Linked DNA regions of Mus musculus: region 1 is linked to region 2. Evidence: chromatin contacts called from public HiChIP or PLAC-seq data. All regions are on one chromosome and are shown on one strand. The core of a region is the stretch at or near the end of the contact, and the rest is flanking DNA. Distances in the headings are between cores, read along the strand shown.

Region 1 (6,580 bases), core at 3,939-6,438, 60 kb before region 2:
CCTCAGATTTTTTTCCCCACAACGGAACAAATGGCTTATACTCAGAACTTGAATGTTTTCTCTCCTTTTCTTTTCCAGGTTAGACTACTAAAAGCTAGAAGAAATGAGAGAACAAGTAAGTTGACATTAAAGGAGACTTGTGCAGGAAAACCTCTATCCATGTGTAGAGGAAATGTCTAGCCTCATACAACACAATCTTCATTAATGTGACATCCCACTGCATTTGCAAGGCCAGATTCTAAGGTGCACTTTGGGACAATGTTTACATCATTAATATTTATTACCTGTTACAGGATATTTGAACCTATTTCTAGTTAGAGTGTGGCTCAGCCCTTAGCACACACCTTTAATCCCTCTGCCTGGAATACTGGAATACAGACAAGCCCTTAGTATTTACCTTTAATCCCAAACGATGAAGGTAAAGAGAGTTTGTAGAAGGAACCACCCATGTTTGAAAGTGATGTCAAATTGAGTGGATGAACAAGTGATGGATCAAAGAACAGTTTGATGGGACAGAATATGCTCAACTCTCAAGAGAAGAGAGAGCAAAGGGAAGTGACTTAAGGTAGAGCAGGCAGTACAGGAGGAAGAGAGTGCAGTATAGGATACAGTAGAGCTCGTGGAGACCAGTGCAGTAGAGTGGGAGTTAGAGCAGCTCAGAGAGAGAGGAGGCAGTTTTACTGGGAGAGTTTTATAGAGACTGATTGAAGAGAGAACAAGCTAGACACAGGGAAAGACAGAATGAGCAAGAGAATGAGAAGGAGCTAGAATATTATAAAAGATTGCTAGAGTTAGTTTGATGCCAAGCAGAGCAACGCAAAAAAGCCAAATTGAATAAGTCATCTGGGAGAGAGGACTTTGATCCGGAACATCTGAGTTGAACCAGCCAAGTAGAGCTTAGAAAGAACAAGGAAGGGTGAGCTTATTCAGCAACAAATCTCAGAGGCTGCAAACATTCTAGGCCTAGCAGATGAAGGCAATAAGCCTCCCAGACAACAATTACATCAGGTGAATAAAATTTACTTTTACATTACCCTATGCTGGTTGTTGCCCTCAGGGTACTCATACACATATTCATTTGAATAATTTAAAAAGTGCTCTCTTGTGGTGAATGACTGTAATATCTATAACTGTTCATCAAGGAGGTATTGCCATTCTTGTCATCAGTTATAGATTAGAAAATAAATGATAAAGATAATTTATATAGCTCACATACAAGGTCAAGACAAGTTCAGTCCTGTGGCTTCTCTCTTCACATCTGGTTATTTTCATTTTCCTTCTCTTTCTCCTTCCTACAATTGGTTTCTAAAGAAACCATTTAGCAATATAACTCATTATTAAATGACAACATGCTATTCTCCCAATGATATTGGGGTGCCACTTGGGAAAATTTCAGAGTTTCAGAGGGGGGGTAAACTTTAATAAACTTATGACAAGGAGAAGATACTAACTAGACAGCACGTGGCATTCCGATGTGATGTAAAAAATTTAAGCCTCAAAAAAAAAAAAAACAAAAAAAAAAAACAAAAAAAAAAAAAAAAATTTAAGCCTCTGTGCCTCTAAAGAAGGGAGTGCAAAGCCGGGCATGGTGGCGCATGCCTTTAATTCTAGCACTTGGGAGGCAGAGGCAGGTGAATTTCTGAGTTCGAGGCCAGCCTGGTCTACAGAGTGAATTCCAGGACAGCCAGGGCTACACAGAGAAACCCTGTCTCAAAAAACAAAACAAAACAAAAAACAAAAAAAATGAGACCAAGCTGAATAAAGGAAACAACATGGTATGAATATCACCAAATCCATGGCTGGCTCTTTGGAGACTCTGGCACACAACGTGTCAGAGAATCTGCTAAAATACACTTGGAACTCTGTGTTTTACCTCAAATGGGAACTCAGTGTTTAAAGGACTGACACCCCCCCCCTTTTAACTTTATATCTAGTTTGGGCAAGCATATAAATATTTACTTTAAAGCATTTTAAAATTGAGACATTAAAATGTACATATTTAAGGGCCATCATATGATGCTCAAGAATGTATGTGTATTGCTTAATGATTATATCAGAATAAGTTTACCTTTGCCTTCAAAGGAAGTTTGCTATTCTTTCAAAATAGAACAAAAGGAAAGACTTAGGTGATTTAATGCCCTTTTGAATTCTGAAAGTAAGTCTGGGTTGTACCACAGGTCACCAATTCATAATTTCAAAGCTTCATAGGACCCAGACAGTGGCTGCATTTATTGCAAGCACCTGTGTATGTGGACACCTCTTTGGGAGGAACCAAGTCTGCAGGTGTCTCAGATAGATAGATAGATAGATAGATAGATAGATAGATAGATAGATAGATAGATAGATAGATAGATAGATGGATGGATGGATGGATGGATGGATGGATGGATGGATGGATGGATGGATGGATGGATGGATGGATGGATGGATAGATAGATAGATAGATAGATAGATAGATAGATAGATAGATAGATAGATAGATAGATAGATAGATAGATAGATTGATTGATTGATAGATGTAGATGTAGATATAGATAGATATAGATATATATGGATCATTCTTGGAAAGGAACTCCAGAATTTTTTGAGGTTTGTTAGATCAGCTGCTATTATATTTGTATGTGTCTACATAAAATGCAATGCCATTTGAAAGAGTCTCCTGCTTAAGAGTGAGTGAAGGGTATATGGGACCTCTCTCCATTTTTGCAACCTATATGATGCTACAATTATTTCTAGTAAAAGCTTTGGAGACTCGGACAAATGGCTCAGTGGTAAAGATATCTATTACCAAGCCCAAGGACATTTAAAATACTTAGATACTTTGCTAGTTTTAATCAATATTTTGAAATATGTCATGTTTAGTTTAATGGCATTACAATTTAAATCTTTTAAAGTTAAATCTCTCCCTCTTTCCCATTGTAATTGTAATTGTAGAGCCTCAAACTGATCTACTCTATGCTAACATGGAAGAACACCTTGGTCACCCTCACTTTTCAGTTGTGTACATCAGAGCTTAAGTAGGCACACAGAGAAGTATGCAGCAGGTCATGGCTATGCATTTGGTCCCCTAAGAATCACACTGGGATTTATCTCCTGTATAATTCATATTCATTAAAGAACCGTAATAGATACATGTTGTTCATAATATACACTTGGTAGATAGTCAAGAATGCCAAGAGAATCAATTGACTGTGCATGGCAAAATGGGGGCATTTCTAAAATCTACAATTTTTGTTTTTGCTAGGAGTCCTATTTGTGAAATTATGAATAAATAAGTTCATATCTCACTAAAAGAAACATGAAATTAAAAATAACTTCAAAATGAATTCAAAGAAAAAATGAATTTTAAGGTATATTTGATATCAGTTATAAGTAAGTTATTGTAAATCTAGAGGGTCTTTTTAATAAATTTTGAATATATGCTCAACTATTAGTTAATATAATTATAAGTAGAGGAATTTTGAACATGGTGTTAAACGGTTATTTTTCATGTAGGATCTTTAATTTAAGCAATGTTCATTTTTGATCAGTGGAAGACAACAAAATATTTGTATGTTGCCATTAAGCTGTATCTCCAACTCCCTTAAATTTATTTGAAAATAATAGGTAACACAAATAAAGCTGTTATAAAGGCCCCTCGTGGGCTTTGTACTCTTATATATGACTCAAATTCCCAATTAATTTAACAAAATATATCAGAGTTAAGCTTTGTGTTATTTGCAAGCTGGAGAAAGCTTTGGCAAAATTATATAAATTAGTGGGCATATACTGTCTTGAATATAGTTGATTTGATATTTGGATACAAAGCCTTTACTCTTTCTACAGTGTTAAGCTTTATTAAATAAAACTGCTATTAGTAATATACCAAAGGTTTCGATAGAGTCATGAAAGTGAGGTAGATTTATATGATGACATTTATGGCTAAATAGAGACCCACGATTAAGGTAGGTTTCTGTGGTGGCATTCATGGCTACATACACAGAGAGACCTGAGCTAATCTGTTCTTCTTCACCAATGATGCCTCAAGGAGGCTTTGACAGATGTCTGTACCTTGATATTGAACTCTCTGCCCCCTGGAATGATGAGTCAAATAAACCTTTATTCCTTACATGGTACACAGTTTTAGGTATTTTGTCATAGCAACAGAAAAGGTACTAATACAGACCCTATCTGTCTTCCTTTAAAAAAAACCTCAGTTACCTTTGTCACAGAGTTGACCCCAGTTCCCATAATCCTTCTCTCCATTACCATGACTGTCTGAACAGCTGGCCTATTGTCTGGAGCAGTCTCTAGTGCTGTTATTTTCCCTTTGATGATTATATGATAATAATTAAAAAAAAAACATCATTCAGAGCCTGTAGAGTTAAAAACTCTCACCAAAATCTTGGATGTTCTGTGTCACCAAAATATTCCATAAATATTTGATATAAAAAAAAGATCAAAAAGATTATTGCCCTATGAAAGGGAGCTGGGCATGTTACTGTCTGTTAGTTTACTACCAGTTTGAACCTGTCTGGGTTTTAATCAAAATAAAATATCATTTATTTTGGAGTCACATCTGTCATATTGGATTACAAGCACTCTAAAATTTATTTTGCATACAGTAGCAATGAGAACATGTTTTTGACCTGTCTGAGATAGTGTATTAGGCTAATTCAACAATTAATTTCTTTTGAAATAATGTGTAAGTAATCACTATGTTGAGTGTAGCTCAAAATAATATATGTGATATTAAATTTTGGGGAGTTGGTTTTTTTTGTTGTTTTTTTGTTTTTTGTTTTTTTTAGTTAGCTTCTCCTTCCCTTAATTCCTGTTTCTACTTACCACATGTTTTTCAAAGGAACTGCAAGGTCACACTTGAGGTCATGAAATTTGGAAGTGAATTAAGCAATAGCTATGCAAAAGCAGAAGAACCAGGGTTTGCACCCCTGATGCTGGATAACTAAACAATACAGGAAAGTCAGTTGCACTCCGGACTCTTAGATTTTTATTTGTTTATTGGGACAAACTGCTTTAGTGCTCACAGGGTGTTGGCATTTTAGGGAAAGGCTAGTAAATCTGTGTCCTGTCAGCTGGATCACTATGGTGGCAGGTTAACTAATTTACCATTGTGGTCTCCAAACTCAAACCGCCTTAGCAACCTGGACAGCATGTTTAAACACAGATTGGTAGGTTCTTCTACTCCATAGATCTAGGCTGGGACCCTGGCATAAGATTTTCCAGCATGTGAATTTTCCGCCAGTGCAAGGACCACCCACTGCTCTGTACATTACAGCTCAGAGGCAGGGACAGCTTTGATGGCACAAAAACAGAGGCAAAACCATGTGGAGAGGGGTAGAACCAACCCAGGAAGAGATACAAATAATGGCAGCCTTTAATTTCCCTGGAAAAAGCTTTTGAGAGTTGTGACTAGAAGAGGGTTTTCTTCTGAATGACAGGAGTGGGGTTCTTGATAGCTACAGAACTGACAAAATATGAATTTGGGACCTAAGCACTATACATGTATTGTTTCATTGGCCGTGTCGTTAAAGACTTGGAGTAATATCATCAGAGGGTTTAGAGAATGGTTCAGCGGTAAAGAGCATGCCCTGCTCTTGCAGAGGACTGCGGGAACCAAATTCCTTCTTCTGCCCTTCATTGGCTCCAGGCATGTACATGATGCACATAACATACATGCAGACGAAATGTGCATACATATAACATAAAAATATAAATATTTTATTAAAGATTTTATTATCAGATTTGCTTTCTTACAAATATGACTGTAGAAATGTTAAAGGAAATTTAGGAGACTTCAACAACTTTTATGGACATCTTCAAATGATTTGTATTGATAATCTAAGGAGTAAAGATCTGTATGTTGCCCTTAATGTTATGCTCATGGTTGTGACACTGGTTCAGTACAATTGGGATTCATTTTATCCCCAGCCTTTCAACCCAGGGTTGAAAGAATATGCTTTTTCTAAAATGATTTTTTTTTTCAAAGAAGGACAGCATAGTGAGCCAATGAATAGTCTAAGTCTGAGGTATCTGGTATAGTTATAGACATGGGATTCCTGTTCTGCATAATGCAGGCCAGCTATTTTTTTTTTATAAGCTGCAGTGTCTTCCAAGACACTTGACATTGAGAATTACAAAAAGAAATGAGGTCCAATGAGAAAAGTCATTACCAATGTTCCATGAGGAGATGTATATTTCCTATCTTCTTAAAGACCAAATGGTCTTTTACATTCTCACTTAGTAACCCAAGACATAGAAAAGAACTGAGACATCAGTTTGATCTTATGGATCAGAACGGAGGCCAATCCTAAGAATTACACATTTAAGACTGTATTTAATTAACTGGTAATTTAATGAAAAAGTTTGAGCATTTGGTCTGGTGGATACAGCTCAGTGACAGAGAATTTATCTAGCATGTTCAAAGTCTTGTGTTTCATACACAGCATCAAACACACATACACGCACACACATACACACACACATACACACACACACACACATACAAGTATAACTTTAAATAGTCAACCCACTGGCACTGATCTAGTATTTAATAATGTCAGAAATATTACCACGAAATCCA
Region 2 (7,043 bases), core at 3,923-6,422:
AGGTATTTACAATCAAATTATTTTATTGCACATGGGAACAATTAAGCATTTGGCCCTCAGCTGTAAACAATTACTATATACAATGACATTCATGGGTTTTCTTAAATAGTCATGTATTTCTAATGACCTCTGTTAACATAAGTGAGATTGATGTATACGTGCTTTGTGTGTGTCCATGAGCAATTATATTCTCAAACATAATATCAGGACAGAGCCCTGACCTGAAGGATTCAGTGACAGTGTCTGGTACCACGTGGCCATCTGCAATGATTGTCTTTTAACGTTCACTTTATCCCCATGGTCCTTTTACTTCTCTTCCAGTGAAGTTGGAAATGGGTTAGTGTTCACAGCAAAAGGCAATGTGAGTTTTAGATGACTTGTTTGTAGGAGATTTGGAGTGTCTTGGTCTAATAAACTGAGAGCTACAGCATCCAAGGAGGGATAATTAGATGGGGGTGGATTCCTGCTATGCTTTCATCAGTTTGTAGTTGATTTGAAAAGTCCACTTATTCCAACCTTAGTTTTCATCCTTTCTAATGTGTATAATTTTATCGAAGTTATGGACCATTGTAAGGATGGAGTGTCATGAAAAGATGGATTGCATGCTATATATTCCTTGTCCCTCTCTTTCCTTCTTTCTCTCAGGAAGGCCCATAAGCTCTGGGACTCTGTATTGGGAACATCTATTTAGTTGTCTCTAGTTTCAGGATAGATTTTCCTTTTGCTAGATTCTTCTTTTCTTCATGTGACAACCATGGGAGAAACTCACAGCTGCTTAACTCATGTTCAGAAATAAGTCAAACAGTCTCATTTGCAAAGGGACCTAACAGCTGTATCCAGCCTTTCTAGGAGGTCAGACCTAGAGCTGAGTGGTAATGTTTCAAGGGCAAAGCTCTCGATGTAAGGAATGATAAAACAAAACCTAAATGAGCCTGCACATATCTAGTGACAGACAAGCCATAGCTATTCTCAATTATTCAAGCTTTCTCAGTCTTCCAGCAGGAGAAACATAATTCACCCCTACTCTCTTTATTCTACTTCCATACAATAGCAAAGAGTAAAGAAAATATACACCCCTGCCGCTCTTCTAAAGGAAAAAAAAAACTATAGTAATCACTCAATTGGAGAAGAGTTTCTTTAACACGTGTTGAAACTTCAGAACTATTCAAAACAGGGTGTTAGCTTTGGAGGAAGAAGTTAAAAATCTTTTTTTTTTTTGGATACTTATGAGTGAGTGCCTTTCTTACCCTTTGTTAGCATTTTGCTGGCAATGAGCCCGTGAAACAGCTGTTCAATTATCCAAGGCATCACAAACATATAGGCTCTTAGGTAAGCTGTGATGGTATTCTAGCAGCAATAACACTGGGATCAAATATAACCAAAAAAAAAAAAAATTTAGTCTTAAAATAAGCAAACCCCAAAAGAACAGCTTTGTGTACTGGGACTAATTAATATCTTGTTTAGGGAAATGGTACTGAAATGTGGTTTTAGACAAGGAACTAACACTCTTCAGAGATTAGATATCCTAATATTTAACAGGCTACTATTTGGTGGGCTGACTGGCTGGCTACCCCTGTGGGTGTGGCAAATGTTCCTTACGTGCAATTATGGAATCTTTAAGCAACATCTTAATGATACCATGTATTTCAGCTGAATCAGCCCAGCTGGAGATGATAGCAGCATTCTGATTACTGGGCCACATGTGAAATTAAGGCCTCCTCAATCTGTAGTTTTTCACTTGCTATGCTTTGATACACATGTTCTTGGAAAGCTTAAATTAGTTATGGTCTGGCAGTATTTAGCAATATAACCATCCTCCTTCCCTTTTAAACTATTAATTAAGACAGTCTTCTTATATTATATATTTGGCTTATAATTTCCAAAGAGAATATTAGTGATTAGTATATGTTATCCCACAAAAAAAGATAATGTCTATTTTTATTTTTAAAAAATGTTAGGGTGGAAATTTGCTGCCCTTGTTTATGCAATAAAAGTTGCATAATTTTCTCATTTGGGATAGTTCATATTGTAAAAATAAAACTCAATGTGTTCCCCGGGAGTCATTTTGCTAAGTAGTTCATGGCACAGGAATCAATATTTTACAAAATAGTCATTTAAGTATCATCAACAAAAATAGCTGCAGGTTGATCATTACATCACATTTTAAAAACCCATTTAAAACAGAGCAACAACGAGTGAGTTCTTATTAAAATATTAAAAAGAAGGAAGTAACCTAAAGATCAAAACTTAGAAAGTTTATTACATTTCTTCATGTTTTCCATATGAACTAAAGGAAGTCATCCCATGGGGATTAAACAAACAAACAAACAAACAAACACCTGCAATTCCGAGGTTAGTCCTTTCTTAACTGGGTACCACCACCCAATTCTACTTTAGAAGTATTAAATTAGGTAATCTAGCCATAAAAGTTATCTATAGGATCTATCACACTCAGATGGCAACAGACTTTCAAGGAGGAGCAACCATCCTGACTAATACCATTTCTAACAAGGTACTTAATATTTCCAATACTAAACTTAACATAGATTACATTCAAATGCTTCTGCCAATGTATTGCTCATAAACACATTGCTAATTTTAACAAGCCATCAGGATAACAGCTAGTGAAGATCAGCAAAAGTTAATGTTGGGTGTTTGTGAGTCCTCGGAGAAGAAAACTGAAGTCTTAATTCCTGTAATCTTTATTGAAAAATAAAATGCTTAATTCTGTTCATCTGTCACTTTCATCAGGACCTGATACATTCTGAGTCAAAGCTTAGGAAATGGATGACTCACATATTTAAGTTTGCTGGCCAATATATATTCAGAATTCCCAAAGAACTAACACAAAAAGTTCCCCTTGAAAGGTGACCTGGAATTTACCAAAGAGATAAAGCCAAGCGGTCATTAAAGATGTTTAAATGTCATTGTCTACTGTCTTCAGTGTGCCATTACATAGCCTTGGGATCCTTTCAAATAACAATCAGTGGAGGATGAATAAGTCACAGCACTTGAAAGTAACCAGGAAAGGAAGCCAGCAGAATAATCTGGCTTGGCTGGCTTGATTCAAGAAGAGACATGGTACCCACCCCTTCTCTCCCCATTCTTCCTCCCCTTTCAGCCCCCCAGCTCCCCACCCCCACCCCCACAAGACAGAACGAAAAGAAAGACCAGAGAGAAAGGAAAAAAGGAGAGAAAGAGATCCAAAGATCCCCTGCAGAATGTGTGCTGGGGAGACCAGCCTCGCCCTATGGGATACAGCCTTGGAAACAGACGTGGGCTTTTACTTTGAAAATAAAAGGATGACAATGAAATTTGTGTGAGGTCTGCGTGAATCCAGTCCCAGATGTTTACAATGCTGTAGTACTATGCCTCTGCAATATGAGAGGTTTCAGAAGAAACAGTACAACAAGACACCACAAAGCAGCGCATATGCTATTGACAATGCAGACATGAGCGTCATGTTACCAAGAGAAGGCAGGCAGGAGACAAATAGCAGCGGTGCTGCCCGAAAGACCAACTTCATGGACTGCAATCACTCAAACCGAAATGAAGGACCCAAAAGGAGGGGGTGAAAAAAAAAGTCAAAACCAGGGAAAATAAACTCTTTGGCCTCTATCTAGAAATGGTGGGGCTTTTGCTGGGGACTGGAAGTGACTTTTCTTCCTTAAAGTTCCCATAAAGCTCCCATAATTGACACGGGATAATTATTTTCAGCTTGAGGAGTCTGTCCCAAAAACTCTTAAGATTGCCAGCGAAAAGAAACAAAATGTGTTTACTTGAGCCATTTCCAGAAGGGAGGGAAAGGAGACCTCTGGGTGAGATGGGGGAAGGTATTGGAGACAGAATGGGGCATCTCCTAGCAGCAGCAACTGAACAGCACCAGGAGTGATCCTGTGAGTGACAGACTAGAGAGATCAGGGAATCAGGGTTGCAAGGGATGTGGAGGAGGCTTGCATGGTGGAGGAAATGCTGCGCACAATGTATACTCGGGAGGGGGCTGATTTAGTGTGAAAGTATTCCACTTCATCATTTTACAGGGGTTGGGGACATAAATATTTAGCTGGCCACATCTGGAACAGATTCTGTCTCCCCCCCCCTCCCCGCGTGGGGTGGGGGTGGATAATTGGAAGGAGAGGAGCACGCATTTGTTACTTACTGTACGGACAGTCTTCATTCTTGGTCCCGCTGACCTTGCCGTTCTTCTCAATCGTGAGAAAGTACTTGGTGAAGGAGAACAGCCTTCTCCAGCGGACATCTCCTTGGAGGTGATTGTAGCTCCGCACATGCCTTCCCGCACTGGAAGGAGAGGAGAAGGACGAGGAGGAAGAAGAGCAGTTGGTGGCCTCCTGTGACACCATGTCCTGACCAAGAGCTTGGCAGGTGACAGGGAACGAAGACACCAAAAAGAGCAACAAGAAGCAGCAACAGCAGCCCGGCAGGTGGGGAAAGGCTGAGGCACAATGTGTCAGTATCCATTTCCACATTGTACTGAAACTCTCGGCACTGGAAATTGTCTCATCAGAAGGAACATACTGGAAGGGTAAGACCTGCTGCGAGGCAGAGAGACAGCTGGAGGTGGTGGCTTCTGGATAGCTCCCTCTGGGTACGGATCTGGCCAGAAGCGAGTGCACCAACATCCATAACTTCTAGGAAGGACCGGCTGCCTGTCCTCGCTCCGTCCTCGGATCCGCTGCCTGCGTCTCTCCAGTCTCAGGGTGAACAGTGGACGTGGGTGGCCGCGGCAGTAGGAACTGGTGGTGTCGGTCACCAGAGCTCTTCGCTCCCCCCGGGGGTTACTTTGTTCTCTTCTTCACTCCTTTCTTCACCATGTTAGATGCAAAAGAGGTCTGAAAAACAGATGACAGGACGGTGAACAAAACCCAAAGTGGGTGGGGTGGGGGTGCAGGAAGACATCTGCGCCCCTCTGCGGTTGGCACCTTCTGGTCCTTCTCTGCAGAGTCCCAGCCTGCTGGCCACTTAAAAAGTGTCTCTTTGGAGTTGTCAGAACTGGAGGCAGCTGCCCAGGCGCTGTTGTCTTCTCCTTCCTTTCTCTTTTTGGTGGTGCCTGTTGATGTGAAGTCTTCCGAAAGCCACTTCTTGTTTGGGGGGCGGCTGGCGGCTGGCGTTTTGTTGGGCCCTTCTCTCCACCTCCAAGTCCCTTGGAAAGCCGCTTGTAAACAGGTTGAAGCCTGGAGTCTAAATGTCAGTGCTTTTCAGCCAGAGGTGGGCTCTGCCTCTGCTGGTCAAACCTCATTTGCAGGGGTGGAGAAGGGGGGGAGGGGGTCAAACGGCGGTGGGACATCTGAAACCCTAAGCTGCTGGGAACGCCAGAGAAAAGGGAGGGGGGAAGGGACCGGGGAGGGGGCGGGGGGATCTTGGGCGAGAGGAGTGCGCGATGCCTTTGCTCTGAGCTGGGGGCTGCGGGTCCCTTCCTCGCCGCCTCCGTGGGCGCAGCCGCCCCGCAGCCTGCAGCTCCTGCTAATTGCGGCTCCGGCGTCCTGTGCTCGCAGCGCTGGCCACCAGCGCGAGTTGTCCGCGTGCTTTCCGAATTTTGCTGCCCTCCGGCGGGAACCACTCCCCTCCCCTACAGGGAGCCCCTTGCTCACTTGTTTTCCACTGTAGTTTTCTTCTTTCCTTCCTTCCTTCCTTCCTTCCTTCCTTCCTTCCTTCCTTCCTTCCTTCCTTCCTTCCTTCCTTCCTTCCTTCCTTCCTTCCTTTTCTTTCTTTTTTCTTTCTTTTCTTTTTTTCCTTTTGGCCGCGAAAATAGAGTTTGGAGCTTGGCTTTTGTGTGTGGATGTGTTTCTGCCTTCCAGATCCCAGAAGCAGGGAAGAGGGCTGGGGAGAAGGCAGAAGAGGATGCTCTGGGCAAACTCTCTCCAAGAACAGATTATAAACTGATAGAAGCTAAAATCGAGAAGGGAGACATAATGAGCTAGCTTCGTTTCCTCCTCTCCTGCCAGCTTCCAAGGAGGTCTCGGGTTTTAATGAATCATTGATTTCTCGCTTCCGTTGCTGAAGTAAAAAGTTCACACTTTGGCCCTCTCTGTCTTTTTAAGCTCAGGGAGATTTATCGTCACCCTTAAACATAGCCTCTCTCTTGGCGCAAATGAAATCAGGGACCCAGGTTACTGATTTCTAATTGGTAACACGAGTCCTTTACAGAATCACGCATGGACTTCAAAGCCTACGCACTTTCCTGCGATCGCAGATTTTATCACAGAGTTTGACCAAATCCCCTGCTGCCTGTTTTTTTTCCTCTATGCAATTTCCTTTGCATTTTACCATAAAGAGGAGGTCCCCGCCCATCTTCAAACTTAATGTTTAAAGGGCTCTACTTTACAACGCAGCTTCACTACCTACCGACCTTTCACAAACACTCTTGTGCACACCAACCCCCAACTCTACCCCTGCTCTCAGAAACAAACTTTCAACCCAGACACAGACAGAAGTCAGCACAAGACCAGGAAACTATTGCCCAAAACAAAAAGGTACCAGGAGGAAACATTGTAATAATCCATTCCTACCTGAGTATGATACAATTCTGAGTACCAGAGATCATTTCCTTAAGAAAAATATCTAAACTAGGGAACGGCTGGCTGGAAGGATTGCATGAACATATATTACTCTGTTGTGGGAGGCAGTTAGACATCTGTGTTCTGGCTAAGCAAAACAAATGGTCAATATCATACGGTGGTGGTGATTTCACATGATTCAACCTAAATGGCTGAGGGAGAAGCAGAGGTTTCAAGGTGAATTTGAGAGTTAGCAACTGGCATAGTGATTCAGAAACAATTTACAAAAGGAGCTTGCACACACAAGCCAGGAACCCTGTCATGCGCACTGGGTTTCAGTCTTCACTGGGAACTGGAGAAAGACAATTAAAATTCAAAAGTCTTAGAGATAGACGTTGTTAATGATTCCCCAAATACATTTTAGTGGTTTGAATGCATGCTCTTCCATTTCTCTGTGTGTTCACTGCCTTTGAAATAGAACTACTTAATAATACCAGAATCGAGATTTTTAATTGCATTATTTATAAC

What was found. HiChIP or PLAC-seq counts read pairs in DNA pulled down with a chosen protein or histone mark.
Region 1: an H3K27ac HiChIP or PLAC-seq map of embryonic stem cells shows a contact between it and region 2, with 5 read pairs. The contact joins the enhancer-like site here to the promoter of Fgf10 in region 2. A contact is called at or near these places in 4 of 39 promoter capture datasets (the 3T3-L1 cell line, the HPC-7 cell line, hematopoietic stem and progenitor cells and 1 more), 2 of 484 Hi-C or Micro-C datasets (nephron progenitors and pancreatic cancer cells), 3 of 115 datasets of contacts at active chromatin or transcription factors (embryonic fibroblasts and embryonic stem cells) and 2 of 9 other capture datasets (adipose tissue and liver).

What each region holds. Positions count from the first base shown.
Region 1 is chr13:118,773,654-118,780,233 of GRCm38.p6, reverse strand. The region is part of intron 1 of Fgf10 (fibroblast growth factor 10); the gene reads right to left. Among named protein-coding and RNA genes, the nearest start is that of Fgf10, 62 kb to the right of the region's middle. Within about 2 kb of position 5,188, at least 9 of the 459 cell types and tissues checked have an H3K27ac peak or open chromatin away from gene starts, as enhancers often do. A contact at or near this core is called in embryonic stem cells, where this site is marked.
Region 2 is chr13:118,712,828-118,719,870 of GRCm38.p6, reverse strand. It overlaps Fgf10 (fibroblast growth factor 10), which reads right to left and starts at 5,172. Exons shown (of 3, transcript NM_008002.4): 1 at 4,160-5,172. The coding sequence starts at 4,487. RefSeq lists a promoter at 4,488-5,141 and cis regulatory regions at 5,364-5,374, 5,935-6,571, 6,663-7,043.